Regions from separate parts of the Sus scrofa genome. Here all the other regions are linked to region 3. The links are chromatin contacts, called in public HiChIP or PLAC-seq maps. All regions are on one chromosome and are shown on one strand. The core of a region is the stretch at or near the end of the contact, and the rest is flanking DNA. Distances in the headings are between cores, read along the strand shown. Region 1 has its middle 240 kb from the start of NRP1. Region 2 has its middle 340 kb from the start of NRP1. Region 3 overlaps NRP1 (neuropilin-1).

Evidence for each region. HiChIP or PLAC-seq counts read pairs in DNA pulled down with a chosen protein or histone mark.
Region 1: a contact with region 3 is called in an H3K27ac HiChIP or PLAC-seq map of alveolar macrophages. The contact joins two enhancer-like sites. A contact is called at or near these places in 1 of 47 Hi-C or Micro-C datasets (liver) and 1 of 2 datasets of contacts at active chromatin or transcription factors (alveolar macrophages).
Region 2: an H3K27ac HiChIP or PLAC-seq map of alveolar macrophages shows a contact between it and region 3. The contact joins two enhancer-like sites. A contact is called at or near these places in 2 of 2 datasets of contacts at active chromatin or transcription factors (alveolar macrophages and skeletal muscle).

Annotation. Positions count from the first base shown.
Region 1 is chr10:56,670,955-56,675,342 of Sscrofa11.1, forward strand. No RefSeq gene overlaps it. Among named protein-coding and RNA genes, the nearest start is that of NRP1, 240 kb to the left of the region's middle. Within about 2 kb of position 1,272, at least 26 of the 83 cell types and tissues checked have an H3K27ac peak or open chromatin away from gene starts, as enhancers often do. A contact at or near this core is called in alveolar macrophages and liver, where this site is marked.
Region 2 is chr10:56,771,673-56,775,877 of Sscrofa11.1, forward strand. No RefSeq gene overlaps it. Among named protein-coding and RNA genes, the nearest start is that of NRP1, 340 kb to the left of the region's middle. Within about 2 kb of position 2,574, at least 5 of the 83 cell types and tissues checked have an H3K27ac peak or open chromatin away from gene starts, as enhancers often do. A contact at or near this core is called in alveolar macrophages, where this site is marked.
Region 3 is chr10:56,398,549-56,403,128 of Sscrofa11.1, forward strand. The region is part of intron 3 of NRP1 (neuropilin-1); the gene reads right to left. Among named protein-coding and RNA genes, the nearest start is that of NRP1, 30 kb to the right of the region's middle. Within about 2 kb of position 1,958, at least 38 of the 83 cell types and tissues checked have an H3K27ac peak or open chromatin away from gene starts, as enhancers often do. A contact at or near this core is called in alveolar macrophages and liver, where this site is marked.

The DNA.
Region 1 (4,388 bases), core at 22-2,521, 270 kb after region 3:
GGGGAGAAGAAAGCACACGAAAGTGGGTGACTGGATCATTGTGTGGCCCTTCCTAACTCTGAAGGAAACCGCACGTTTCCTGTATTATTTTGTAGACGCTGTAGAATCCTTGTGGGCTCCAACTGGAGTGAGGGCAGCAATCTGTGTTTCTCAGTGATGCAATCCCTCTGCAAGGAACCATCTCTCTTACGCACAGAGCTGCCCGCAAGGCCTCTTACATGGGGTCCCATCAGGCCTCTCCTTTTCTGGTGAAGAGGAAGTAGCTGCATGATTTATGGGAACATGGAGTATGATTCACTTGCTGGTGCATCAGCTTCTGGCAAAGACGTCTTAGCTTTCATAACCACTAGCTAAGGATTTCTGAACTGAATCTCCCAGGCCTTAACCTGCTGGTTACCTGAGGGATTAGGTCTACACACAAGGCCGAGTGGCCCCATCCAAAATTAGATATACCGTGGGGATTCCCAGTGGCAGTTTCTTAAATTTTCAAATAAAGCCCCACTTTTCTGTAGTGGAGTCCTTTTATGTTTTCTTGTTTCTGAATGCTCCTTTGAAACCAAAGGTATTGATATATTCTACCCTGCGGGGAAATCAATAAAAACTTTAATCACAAAATTAAATAAAAACCAAAGCTACTGACATTACATGGTAGCGCTCACTGAAGCAACAACTTCAAGTTTTATGGTTCTCCCGCGGCTGGACTTATTATTTGCAGGAAAATCAATATCATCTTTAGAGTAATTTGGGATGCATCTTGTCATCACAGAAAACAAGTTCCTGGTAGACTTTACTAAAAAGTTGTGAATGAGGCCTCAGAAACTGCCCATCCAGACACGGATTAGCCCCTGACAGCAGGAAAACATACAACTAGGGTGGCTCCCAGTGAGGTCTCCAGCTGTGTCTCAAAGCACAGCTTCCAGGGCTCTGAACCACCTTCTACAAACACACTCTGCTGCTCCTGCCGATGGGTCCCAGGCCTTTCCTGCAATGATTAAAAGCTTGGGGGAGAACATGAGTTAAAACGTCCTTAGACATGCCGCACAGGCTTCAGAGAACGTACAGTAATAGCACCCATTTGTCACAGGACCTTAGTGATATTCGGTAAAGAAAGGTCCTATTTCATGTTTGGGAAAAAAAAAAAAAAAAAAAAAAGAAGAAGAAAGATTTTGCAAGTCGCAGGATCATCAGAATTGGATGGAACCTTAAGAGGCATCTTCTTAAGTACAACTTCTCCTTAATGCAGGGACCTGCCACATTTATCCACCCCTCTTCACTGTCATGTGTCTGGTCTCATCACGTGGCGGTGGCGGCGATGCAGATCCAGAAACATGTATCTCTATACAACCTTTTATCTTCATGAGCCACACGCTTCCCAGTTCTAATGAATTATTAGGCTGCAAGCTTGTTCTTCTCCCCATAATACTGTCTGTGTGGTAAGCCACAGAGCGTAAAGTGAAACCATTGGCAGCCTGTACCATCAAGAGCTTCCCAGACAGCGATGTGGCAACACACTTTCAATGAACTTTCGGAGAACCCTGAGTTGCTGCAAAGGTTTATTGGAGTCTCACTCAATAGGCCTTCCTCCCCGGTGCTCTTGTGTTGCCGCTTCAAAAATCCCTTTTTTTCAGGGCTTGAGATCGCTCACTCAGAATAAAAAGCAGAACCAGAGAATGCAGCCCGATTAGTACATGACAGGAGCCAGATGGATTAGACATGGATGTTATGAAAGCCAGGAAATGAAAACCAAAAAGATTTTGCAAGGGTGAGACCAGTCACAAAGCTAGCCAAGGTCAGAGCTTACGGGCCTGGAGTCACCAACCTTGAACCAGCAGAGCGGGGCTTACAATCCAGACACTGGGCATAAGAACCATTTCCCAGAGGAAGAGGCAAAATCTATGGCTGGATGACACCAGTTGTGGGAGGCAGAAGGGCTCTTCACAGGAGCTGACTGTGACTCAAGAAGGTGCTTAAGATCTAGGATGGGGCACCTCCTATCAGGTCAGGGAGCCCGCTCCAGGTAGTAAGAACAAAAAAACCAAGGGTCAGGCAGACACTTACTGGCTTCAGTGTCAGCTCCCTAGGTCATCACCCTTCAGTTCTAAAGTTCTTCTCTTTTGGAGCAACTTTGCTGATGAAACAACAAAGGGCCTCTTCATGATACTTTTGTAAAGGCATTTTGTTCTAGAAGGTTCTTACGTGCGTAGCCCACGCCTTCATCTTTTTTGACCAAAGATCCCCCAGCAAGCCTACCCAGTGCCCCCCACCCCAGCCCCTTCTCCAATCCACACTCCCCAGCTGAACTGCCCTGTTGCATGCTAAATGCAAACCACCAACAAAAAACCGGGTGTATTTCTATCACTGAGCCTAATAAATTGCATCAGAAAGGTTACACCAGAGGAAATGTTCAATATCGATCATATTGGACAGAAAGATGGTCATTTCATAGGGTTCCAACGAATGATTATCTATTTCTGTGACTATTTGCTCAGCCAGACCATGAGCAAGGAGTTTGTTTGCTTTTCTGCTGGTATAATCAGACTTTAATATAGCCTGGCACATCATTGGTCTCTGTCAATGGCGATGGATGAATGATTGAGTTGAGCCCGAGCTTTGGGACCCAGGTCTTCTTCTTGGGGAGACTGCTGGGGCCGCGTATCTGACAATAAAGTTATGTGACCTAGAAACAACCCCTCCATCTGACAGAACTATAAACAGTACACATTTCTCTGGATAATCTATTTCCTCAATAAAAGCAGGACTACAGCGACAGATAAACACTATTTTATGCCCCAGTCCAGTGATTTTTTTTTTTTCCTCCCAGGTTAGCACATCGTCCAGCACCTCGAGGGATGGGAGTCAGGCCAGGCCTTGTTCTTCTGTCTGGGATTTACATACGGGTGGCTGATGACAAAGGCCCAGGCACATCAGCTGAAGATAGTGGCTTTAAACATTTTGTTCAGCATCACACCGGGCCAGTCTGGCTCCTGGGTAGACACTGACACCCTTCTCTAAGTGTTGGCCGCAGTGAACCCACAAGGTGCTATTTCTCTGGCCACAGCTAGTTGAATGTTTGTGATTAGCTCGCCTTAATCCCTAACTTGCAAAATTTCCGAGGAATCTTGTGGAGACTTTCTTCCTGATTAGGTTCAGACTTTTTCCAGGATCAGAGGATGGTCTCCTTCCAAAGACACATAGCATAGTTTCAAGTACAAACTTGTGAGCAAGGCGACATTACCTCAAAGCCAAGACCAGGAACTTCCAGGAAAAAGATGGAGGAGAGGAGTTCCCGTCGTGGCGCAGTGGTTAACGAATCCGACTAGGAACCATGAGGTTGCGGGTTCGGTCCCTGCCCTTGCTCAGTGGGTTAAGGATCTGGCGTTGCCGTGAGCTGTGGTGTAGGTTGCAGACGTGGCTTGGATCCCACTTTGCTGTGGCTCTGGCGTAGGCCAGTGGCTACGGCTTTGATTCGACCCCTAGCCTGGGAATCTCCATATGCTGTGGAAGTGGCTCTAGAAAAGGCAAAAAGACAAAAAAAAAAAAAAAAAAAAAAGATGGAGGAGAACAAAGAAAAGCATTCTGCTAAGAAACAGTTAAAGATGACATTGGCCAAAAAGATGCTCATCTCAAAATACATCTATCCCCTTTAAAAACTCTTCAATGTATCTATGGATGAAATGAGTGCATTTGTTTTTTGTTCTGGTTTAACCATGTTCCTTGTTCTGGGCATTGTGAGGGTGGGTCGAACAATTCAGCAACTTTGACAAATAAATTTCTCGATCTTAACGTTGAATATCATTCCTAAAGTTACTATAATGACTGTGTTTCTGTAAGATCTGCTTAGTTTATGAGTCAGGCATTGTCCACAGCGAGGGCTAGGGACAGCAGGTGATGTTTGGGGAAGGGGTGCTGCTGAGCTGAGGCGCCATCCATCGCTGTTTCAGACTGAATCTGCGTATCCACGCAGCTTGAGGTCATGGGGTCAAAGACAGAACTCATCTGAGAGAGAACGTTCCATAGGTTTGTAAAGACATATTTTATACCAGCAGGCTGATCTGCACCTGACCTTCTGATGTCAGCACCTTTCCCTTGGGAATCAAATCAGATTAGCAGTTTATTAGTACTGGGGACCGGGTGTTAAGTGATAAACTATTAAGCCGACTTTAAAGTTTCCAGCAGACAGTGAAAAGCAGAGTTCTGCTTAGGGACTACAGGGTTTTCGTTCCTGCTGCCCCTTGGGTTTGCCTGATTTAGGGGATCAAGAGGAACAGGTGTTGAGATCTGCCGTAAAATGTAGCTTAAGTCTAACGTGGTGTATTTATGTTTGGATTTAGACAACGTTGTACAGCACCTAACCTCCAGTTTCCCAGATGCTGTCGCTCTGGGGATCA
Region 2 (4,205 bases), core at 1,324-3,823, 370 kb after region 3:
CTGGAAGGAGCTTGGTCCTGTGAAACAGACAGGCTGATCTTGAAATAAAGTTCACGGAGTCTGCTGAAGGGAAAAATCTCAGAAGCCAAGTATTATCAGGTCACGGGAATAACTGCAAGGCCCACCATGAGCAGTCAAAAAATCGGAGGGCTTGCTCTAAAGGTAAAACACATTTCCCTTCACAAAATGAGTAAAATTCACAGAATAAAATCAGAGAAGTCGGTTTTCTTTTCTTTCACATTCTCTCCCTTCATCGTGTAAAAATGTAGCTCTTCTCCCTCTCGTCCTTCCTGCTACGCATTTTATTAATTATCTTCCTATAGATTAATTATTAAAAACATTCTAATCACGAAGTTAATTAAAATTTAATTCTCACATCATATGAATGATGAGATAACACAAGCTTAGAAGGTTCAAGAAGACACAGAACACTGAGTTCCAGTATGTTGCACAATGCCCAGCACCTAGTAAGTACTCGCTAAACACTTCAGTAAATGGACAAACAAAGGCACTGAAGAAAGTGGACATGGGCATGGGTTGAGAATTAAAGAAGATAACTGTTCCTGCACAGAGAAGGTATTCCATATTTCCTCTTTTTCTTCCCTCCACAAAACAGCTAGAGAAATCGCTCTCTATTCCAGCCTCTCACTCAGTTTTTACAAATAGCAGGTGAGGAATTTCACTTCCTTACTGCGTTGGTCCACCAACAATGTCCAAGTCAGCAGGCAAGGCCCAAGATGCCCATGAGGGGAGTTGGAACTCACTCATTATTAATCCAGGTAGTGCCCCACCCTGCCTTAGCTCCAGAAGCCCCTGGATGGTTTTAGCAAACGCCCACTCTAGAAAGGATGGGTTCCAGAGAATCTTCCCCTCAAACAGTGAGTTGTCTTGCTGAGCCCTGCTCTGTGCTCCAGCCCATGGCTGCCCTTGGCCAGAGGGAAATCCAAAGAAAGGATCCAGTTCTTGATTACGGAGCAACAAAAGCCTAGCAACAGAGGAATGGGGGGGTAATTCCAGATTGCTCTACACTTTTTATTCTAATGACAAAGTGAGATCTTCCTGGGATGATCTGAGTATAATCCTTGCCTAAGATATGGCAGCAAACTTCAGACATCTTGGAGTTTCCACTATGGCTCAGCAGGCTAAGAACCCTGCTAATATCCATGAGGATGAGGGTTCGATCCCTAGCCCTGCTCAGTGAGTTAAGGATCTGGCATTGTCGCAACCTGCAGCATAGGTAGCAGATGTGGCTCAGATCCTCTGTTGCCATGGCTGTGGTGAGCCCTCAGCTGCAGCTCCTATTCGACCCCTAGCCCATTGGAATTTCCATATGCCACACATGTGGCCCTAAAAACAAAAAAACCCTTCAGAACCTCTTGAGTTCTTTCCATCCCTAGAAATCTTTGAACAATTCTAAAGTGCTCACATATTGACTAAGAGAAAAAAAAATTCCTGTGCTCAAGGGCCCACTTCGTTCCTCCACTGAGAAGCTTTCCCAGATGGTAGAGCACATATTAGCACCTAGGATGAGTGAGTACAGTCTGGCCAAAGAAAAACACGGCTGAGTAAACTTACATATCAAGCTCCTTAGAACATCTCATAGCAACTCTCATCATTTTTCTCACATAAAATGGCAATACCAACTCGGTTAAGTTTTACTTAAGTAAATGTTTGGAAATTCCTTAAAAAGTAAACACAGAAGACCAGAATTTTTTATTCTAACCTTGGATCACTAAAGGATTAAAGAGAAATGGAATGATTATTATAACAATTTTGTTATTTTCATATGAAGTTTTAATTTTGTTTTTTCATTAGTGGGAGTTCCCATTGTTTCATTAGTGGGAGTTCCCATTGTGGCTCATTGGGTTAATAACCCAACATAGTCCCCCTGAGGATGCAGGTTCTATCCTTGGCCTCGCTCAGTGGGTTAAGGATCCGGCATTGCCGCAGGCTGCAGCAGAGGTTGCAGATGCGTCTCAGATCCATGGTTGCCGTGGTTGTGGCGTAGGCCTGCAGTTGCATTTCCCTTTCAACCCCTAGCCTGGAAACTTCCATATGCTGAAGGTGCAGCTGTAAAAAGAAAAGAAAAAAAATAAAGTTTCACTGGTGTCATCCATATTTATAGATAGGTGTATAATTCATTTTATACGCATATATATGTGCACATTCCTAATGGAAACTTTGTTATTAAATTCAAGGATCATGATAAACTTATGTAATGTCCCTCTATAAGAGCCTTTTCTGACACCAACTGTTTATGTTGAAGTTCTTTCTGGCACCACCCACCGGCAGCTAACACAGACCTACAAATAAAGTCAGAGTGCACAGACGGTCCTACTTCAGATGCTAGCCAGAAGCAGTGTCCCCAAGCCACACGCACTCTTGTCCAACTGGCTCCAAAACCAGGGGCTTTCCATGATGTGTCAGGCTTGAGAAATTCACTAGAACAGCACGCAGAAGTCAGAAAATCTCTATCCTTACAATTGCCGTTTTATCATAAAGAACACACAGCAGGCCCAGTCAAATGAAGACACTCATGACGCAAGATCTGAGTCTTGAATGCAGAGCTTCCATGCCCTCTGCCTGTGGAATTGGGTGCATCACCCTCCTGATACACTGATGTCTCACCAACCAGGAAACTTAGGAAGGTCCAGAGTTTTTACTAAGGTGTCATTGTGTAGGCATGGAACTCAATCTGTATCCCCACTTCCCTCCCTGGGAGTCAGGCTACCTCAGAACCCAACTGTCTCATCACTTGGTTGATCTTTCTGATGACCACCCCTTACCCTGAGCCATCTCATTGGCATGAACTCAGGGACCCAAGGAAGTCATGAATAACAAAGATACTCCTACCTTGCAGAATTCTAGGGGTGTCAGGAACACAGGACAAAGACCAGGCAACCTCTCAACTCTACTATAAAGCCCCATGGCACAAAACCGAGTGCACTCAGGTAAAACAATTCTATACATAGCCAGGCTGTTTTGGTCCAGGTACATGGCTTTTTTAGGGAATTTTAATGCATCTACAAGGATGAAATGACTCATCCTCCCAGCTGTGCTTCACAATTGTGAATTCCTTCGGCTCTATCTTTAAATTTTATATAGGTAATTAAGAGCCCTAAAAAGCTGTAGGAACCTGGCAGCCATTATCATAACCATGTAACCCAACCTTACCTTACCAATTATAGGACCATGGATGTCACACGTCTCCTCATATGATGCACTAAGAAGGATACAGCTTCACTTTTGTAGTATTACTATCAAAAACTGAGAACGTGAACCTGTTTATGAGGGAACATTCGATACACATGCGTTGAGAAGTGGTTTACAAACCAACAGACCTGTATTCGTTGAAAAGAGCAAAGTCAAGACAAACAAAGACAGAGTGAGGGATGGTTCCAGGAAAAGGAAACTAAAGAGACATGACAGCTAAATGGAATCCACTGCTCTAAGTGGGATCCAGGACACGGAACAAAGAGGACATTATCAGGGCAGCTGATACAAATGTTATGGATCATAGGTCCAATAGTAGGGTTACATCAATGCTGTATTTTCTGGTTTTGACAACTGCGTTGTGTACAAAGAGGGCCTCGGGTAAGCGACCTTCCTTGTCTTTAGAAAATGTACACCCACTCACTGTGGTGGTGTGTCTGTACTTCACTCTCCAAAGATCCCACATGAGAAATGGAAGAGGGGGTGGTAGTAAATGATAAAGCAAATGGGGTAAAATGTGAACAATAAGTGATATTCTTGGCAAAGGGTATGTAGAAAGTCTTTGGACCACATCTGTATCTTTTCATTAAGTATAAATGATATCAACATATAGTTCAAAACACTTCCAAACATGCTTCAAAAAGTCAATGTATGAAGAGGGAAGAAATGTGTAGTGTTGCAAAGAAAATACAAAACTAGCTTGAAAGAAACACGGACAGGTGCTGTGATATGTGCCTGCTCCTTGTTCTAACTTTGGAGATCTTGGCAGAATGGTGTTCTCATTGATAATTATTACTATTAAGATGTTTTTTAAACCATTTTTTTCCAGCTTTAATCTCTGTTTTCCTCATTCTTACTGAATGGGGAATTATTTTTCTTTCTTTCTTTTCTTTTTGCATTTAGCATGTACATAGTTCTGTGCTTTGCACCACAGGAAGCACAACAATGAACAAAGCATGCTCCCCACTCAATGAGCTTACAGTTTTATAGGG
Region 3 (4,580 bases), core at 708-3,207:
AGGGCTGACCTTTGGAGGAGCAGGTTTCATAAAATAAATAAACTGGATGACGGCATATAAAAGTTACAAACTTCCTTAGGATGCCATATGCGAGCAACTTGTAAACAGCCCATAAATATCACCTGCTGGGCACGAAGCAAGGTGGCTGATGCAGAATTCTGCACGAACACATTTTCTGCAACAGGGAGCATCTGGTAAGGACAATTTAGACTCTGGTTGGCACACGAGGACAGTGATAAAACCTGTTACGACTGACTTGTGTCTGCAGTTGTGGATCGTGAGTCGCTCTCCCTGGGTGTGGATATAGAGCCGTCTAGTGTGATCCAGGGGTCGCTTGGGGGCTGAGTGGTGCCAGCAGTGGGATTGGAAAAGGAGCGCAGCATTTGGCGGGGACTCCCACATCACAAGTGGGATTTCACCAGCCACCACCACCGCCCAGTTTTTGCAGCAGGAAAAACTGAACCTTTCATAGTAGTGTCAGATTTTTGAGCCATTTTCTTTTCTTCTCGCTTTTTTTTTTTTTTTTTTTTTCAATTTTCTTTTTACAGCTGAAGATGGAAGTTCCCCGGCTAGGGCTCTAATCAGGCTGCAGCTGCAGACCTATGCCACAGCCACACCAGTGCCGGATCTTTAACCACTGAGCAAGGCCAGAGATCAAACCACATCATTATGAACACTATGTCCGGTTCTTAACCCACTGAGCCACACTGGAAACTCCTTTAAAAAATTTTAGTCATTTTTTAAAGGTTCACATCTATGTCGCGCTTAGAGAACAGCATGTAGAAAAAAAGCATTGTGAATAGCGACTGTGACCTCTACCCACGCTTGTCTTCGGTCTCCTAAATATAAATTCCAGAATACTTTATTCTACAAAGGATTCAGTTTCTTCCATAGAAAATAATAATGAGAAGGATGAATGAAGTTTGGTGGTCTTTTCTCCCGAACACACTTAGCACAGAATCTTCACGTAGAAAAAATACTTCCAATTTCTCCAAAGTGGAGAATAATTATGACAAGAGAAACAGAACTGAAGAAAAGGTGGGCTAATGGGTTTTTTTTCCCTACAAACATGTACACAAGGTAGACATATTTTAGTGCCATTCTCTCCCCTCCTCCCAGCACAAACCTTTCCAATTATACTTTTAATCAAGAATTCCTTCTTATGTTGTGACTTCCTGCCCCTCTGGGTTCCTATGATATACAGTTTCCATCCTGGTCTCATCCTGTTTGGCCCCTTTGCGTAAAAGCTAAGGAGCCTGGCCCAGGGCCTGCCAGGGCTTTTCAAAGCCCCAGCAGTCTGTAAACAGGAAAGATTTCCTCTCAGGCGGAGGGCCCCTCCTTGATCAAAAGATGGCTCTGGGATAAGGACTTCCCCCCAATTTTCAGCCATTAGCACTTTGAGATCAGATGCCCTCATGGAGGGCACATCGCTAGCCATCCATGGCAGAGGGGCCGGGCATCCTGCCAGAAGTCCGAGGGCCACACAGAAAATGCAGGAAGAAACATTTGCAGCTGCTCCGTCTGTTCAGGAGGAGGGAGGGGCTGGAGAAACATAAATATCTCCTCTGCGCAATGGCCCCGGCTACTTGACAGCCAGGGAGGGCAAGCTGATCAGACTTCAGTGCAAGGAAGGGGGACAGGGGAGCTCCCCAAATTTGGAAATCATCACTCCACACAAAAAGGCTGCTTTTATCCCCATGGTTAGTAAGTGGCTGGAGGCCACTTTAAAACTGTTTTTGAGAAAAGGGAGCATAGCCAATGACATTAGCTGGAGATATGTGTAAAAGTTCTGGTTATGCCTGTCTTAGAGTCAACTTTCTTGCTTTAGAGCCACAGTTCCCGTTAGCAAAGCTGACGAGATCTTTCTCCAAGGCGGCTCAGTTTCTCTCTATCATTTCAGCAGCATCTATCAAATTCGGGCAAAATCTGCCCCTCAGCAGTCAGCATATTTTGCATTCCTTTCTAGTTAATCACACCATCAGTGAACCTCAGTGTCTATGGGTGAAATGCCACGGAAGCCCAATCAAGCCATCCTGCATCTTTTTTCTAAGTTGGGCCAACAGATCAAAGTCTGTGCCAAAACAAACAAATAAACAAACATTTTTAAAAGACCTGCTTTCCAGCACTGGTCTTATCTAGAAAGCTCCTTCTTTTTAATTACCTGACAAGGGAAAGGAGGGCTTTGAGTTCTTATCCACCCTTCTCTGTGACTCTCGGCGGGCACTGCCAGACTGCCTGGTTTCATTTGCTTTCTCCTTATTTGGATAATCTCCATTTTCTGAAAGATTCCAAACTTGCAAATCCCAGAGGAGGATGAGACCATTGTTGGCCTCTCCCTTCCACGCTCAACTCCACGTTTAAACTCTACCTTATTTCTTTCCAACTGACAGTGATCATTATACTGTAGAGAAGGGATGAGGCCAAACTTTGGCAAGGTGAAAGGGTTTCACTACATGTAAGTCGGGTTTCAGTTTCAGATCTTCTAAGTCAGAGGCTGGTGGTTAATAAAGAAGAAGTCAATGTGAAATGTGATGGAGGTGATGAGAGGAAAATGAAAGTCTGCCCACACAGAACAGAAGTGAGCAACGACTTAGAAAACACCGCCCTCAACCGTTGGCCATAGCCTTCACCATCGTAAACAGTAAATCATCTGTTTATAAGTCCTGCCTCCCCCATTCGCTGTAACCCCATCCAAGGACAACAAACAAGGCATTCTTGATCATTCTGTGTCTGATCCTCACTAGTGATACCGGCATATGATATACGTGCCTCCCCCCAGTTTTGTTTTTGTTTTTGTTTTTTTTTAAACTAAATACTGGCCTGGGGAAGAAATACTGGCCTGGGGATGAAAAAGAAGAAATGAAATTTTTTTTCCCCAAATTTTGAGAATCTGTTTTTCCATCAAGATATAAATGGGGGATTTAACCAAATCACATGACGGAACAAACATTTCCTGTGTGATATTCAGCCGTTCTTGGGAAATAACTAAATGAAATTTGGTTAACACATAAACCAAGGTCGAAGAGAAAATAACTGAAACATATTATAATCATTAGTTTAGGAATAGACCGAGACATTTTCATTAAATACTTTCCATTTTTGGCCTCCATTCCTTTTTCTTTCACTGATTTGCTTTTCTTTATTTGAATAGAATTCCTACCCCCAGAAATACTGTATCATCACTACCAAAAAAAAAAAAAAAAAAAAGAGAGAGAGAGACAGAAAGCTAAGAGAGTGGAAAAGAAAACAAACACCACATAAGAGACCTTGGTAACATTTTCTTCTCCTCTGATGTTCTCGGTCAGCCACTTATGTCCTGCTCCAATTATTATTATTTAAAATTTTTAAAAATTTTAGTACAGTGAATTTACAATGTCATGTTAGTTTCAGGTGCACAGCAACGTATTTCAGTTACACATACACACACACACACAGGTTCTTTTTCAGATTCTTTTCCATTATAGGTTATTACAAGATATTGAGTCGAGTTCTCTATGCTGTACAGTAGATCCTTGTTGTTTACCTATTCTATTCCAGCGGTGTATATATGCTAATCCCAAACTCCTAATTTATTCCCCCCCCCCGCAAGCCTCCAATTTTGCCTCACTGGTCCCTTTACTCTTCAGCACCTACTCTACCATGACTGTTCCCTACCAGCCATCCCAAGTGCCGTTATCCAATGCAAACTTAGTTTCAAGATAAGCTGTGTCTTTCATTGCTCTGGGGAATGGAATGAAACAACTCCATCTAAACCAACAGCCATATGGTTGGCATTCAATCTGCTCATCTCCTTTTATTTGGGGACCTATTCGGTCTAGGCCTGAATCTTTTCAGAAATGCACAGCACCGCCCACAGATGGCATCGGGCCACTGCTTGAAAGCTGCTGGAGGAGGGAAGCTGACCGCTCTACAAGATGGTCCCTCATCAGCGTAGAAAGTGAGTAGAAAACCATATGCCTCGAGTGTAAGCAATGTAACCCCAAAAGGCGGAAGCATCCATACAACCAGACTGACTTTAATGTAAACAGTCGAATCAGTTCTTTGTAACTGAAGCGTGATCTGCTACAGAACCACAGGCACCATAATGGTGTGTCCGCCAGGCCACAGTTGAGCACCACATGACATTACAGTGGCCCAAAATACAGCACACGGGGACAGGAGAGGGAGTCAATAGTTGGGGTCAACTTTCTAGTAACTGTTCTAAGAGTTGCTGTCACATACTTAGGTGAAAAACAACCATTACTGCATTTGTACAAACATATGCCATGTACTAAAACCATTTTTTAAAATATGTCCGCAACTCTCCAATTACAGTAGCTCAAGATGGGCCATGGACGTCCCTGGGAAATCCTATTTTATGCGTTAGATTTGTTATGTTGTATCAGGATGAAAATTTCTACCCCTTGGTCCCTGTTCTCCCCTTCAAGGTGACACAGAGTAAGTTCTAACCCCCCTGGAGCCCTCACTGCTGTACCTCAAAGCACCAGATCATGAATATGCACAACCTGAAACAAACCACCAAGAGGAAAAACCACGCAAGCTCTCATGAGGAAGTGAGAACAGGTGAGGGGAGCACCGTC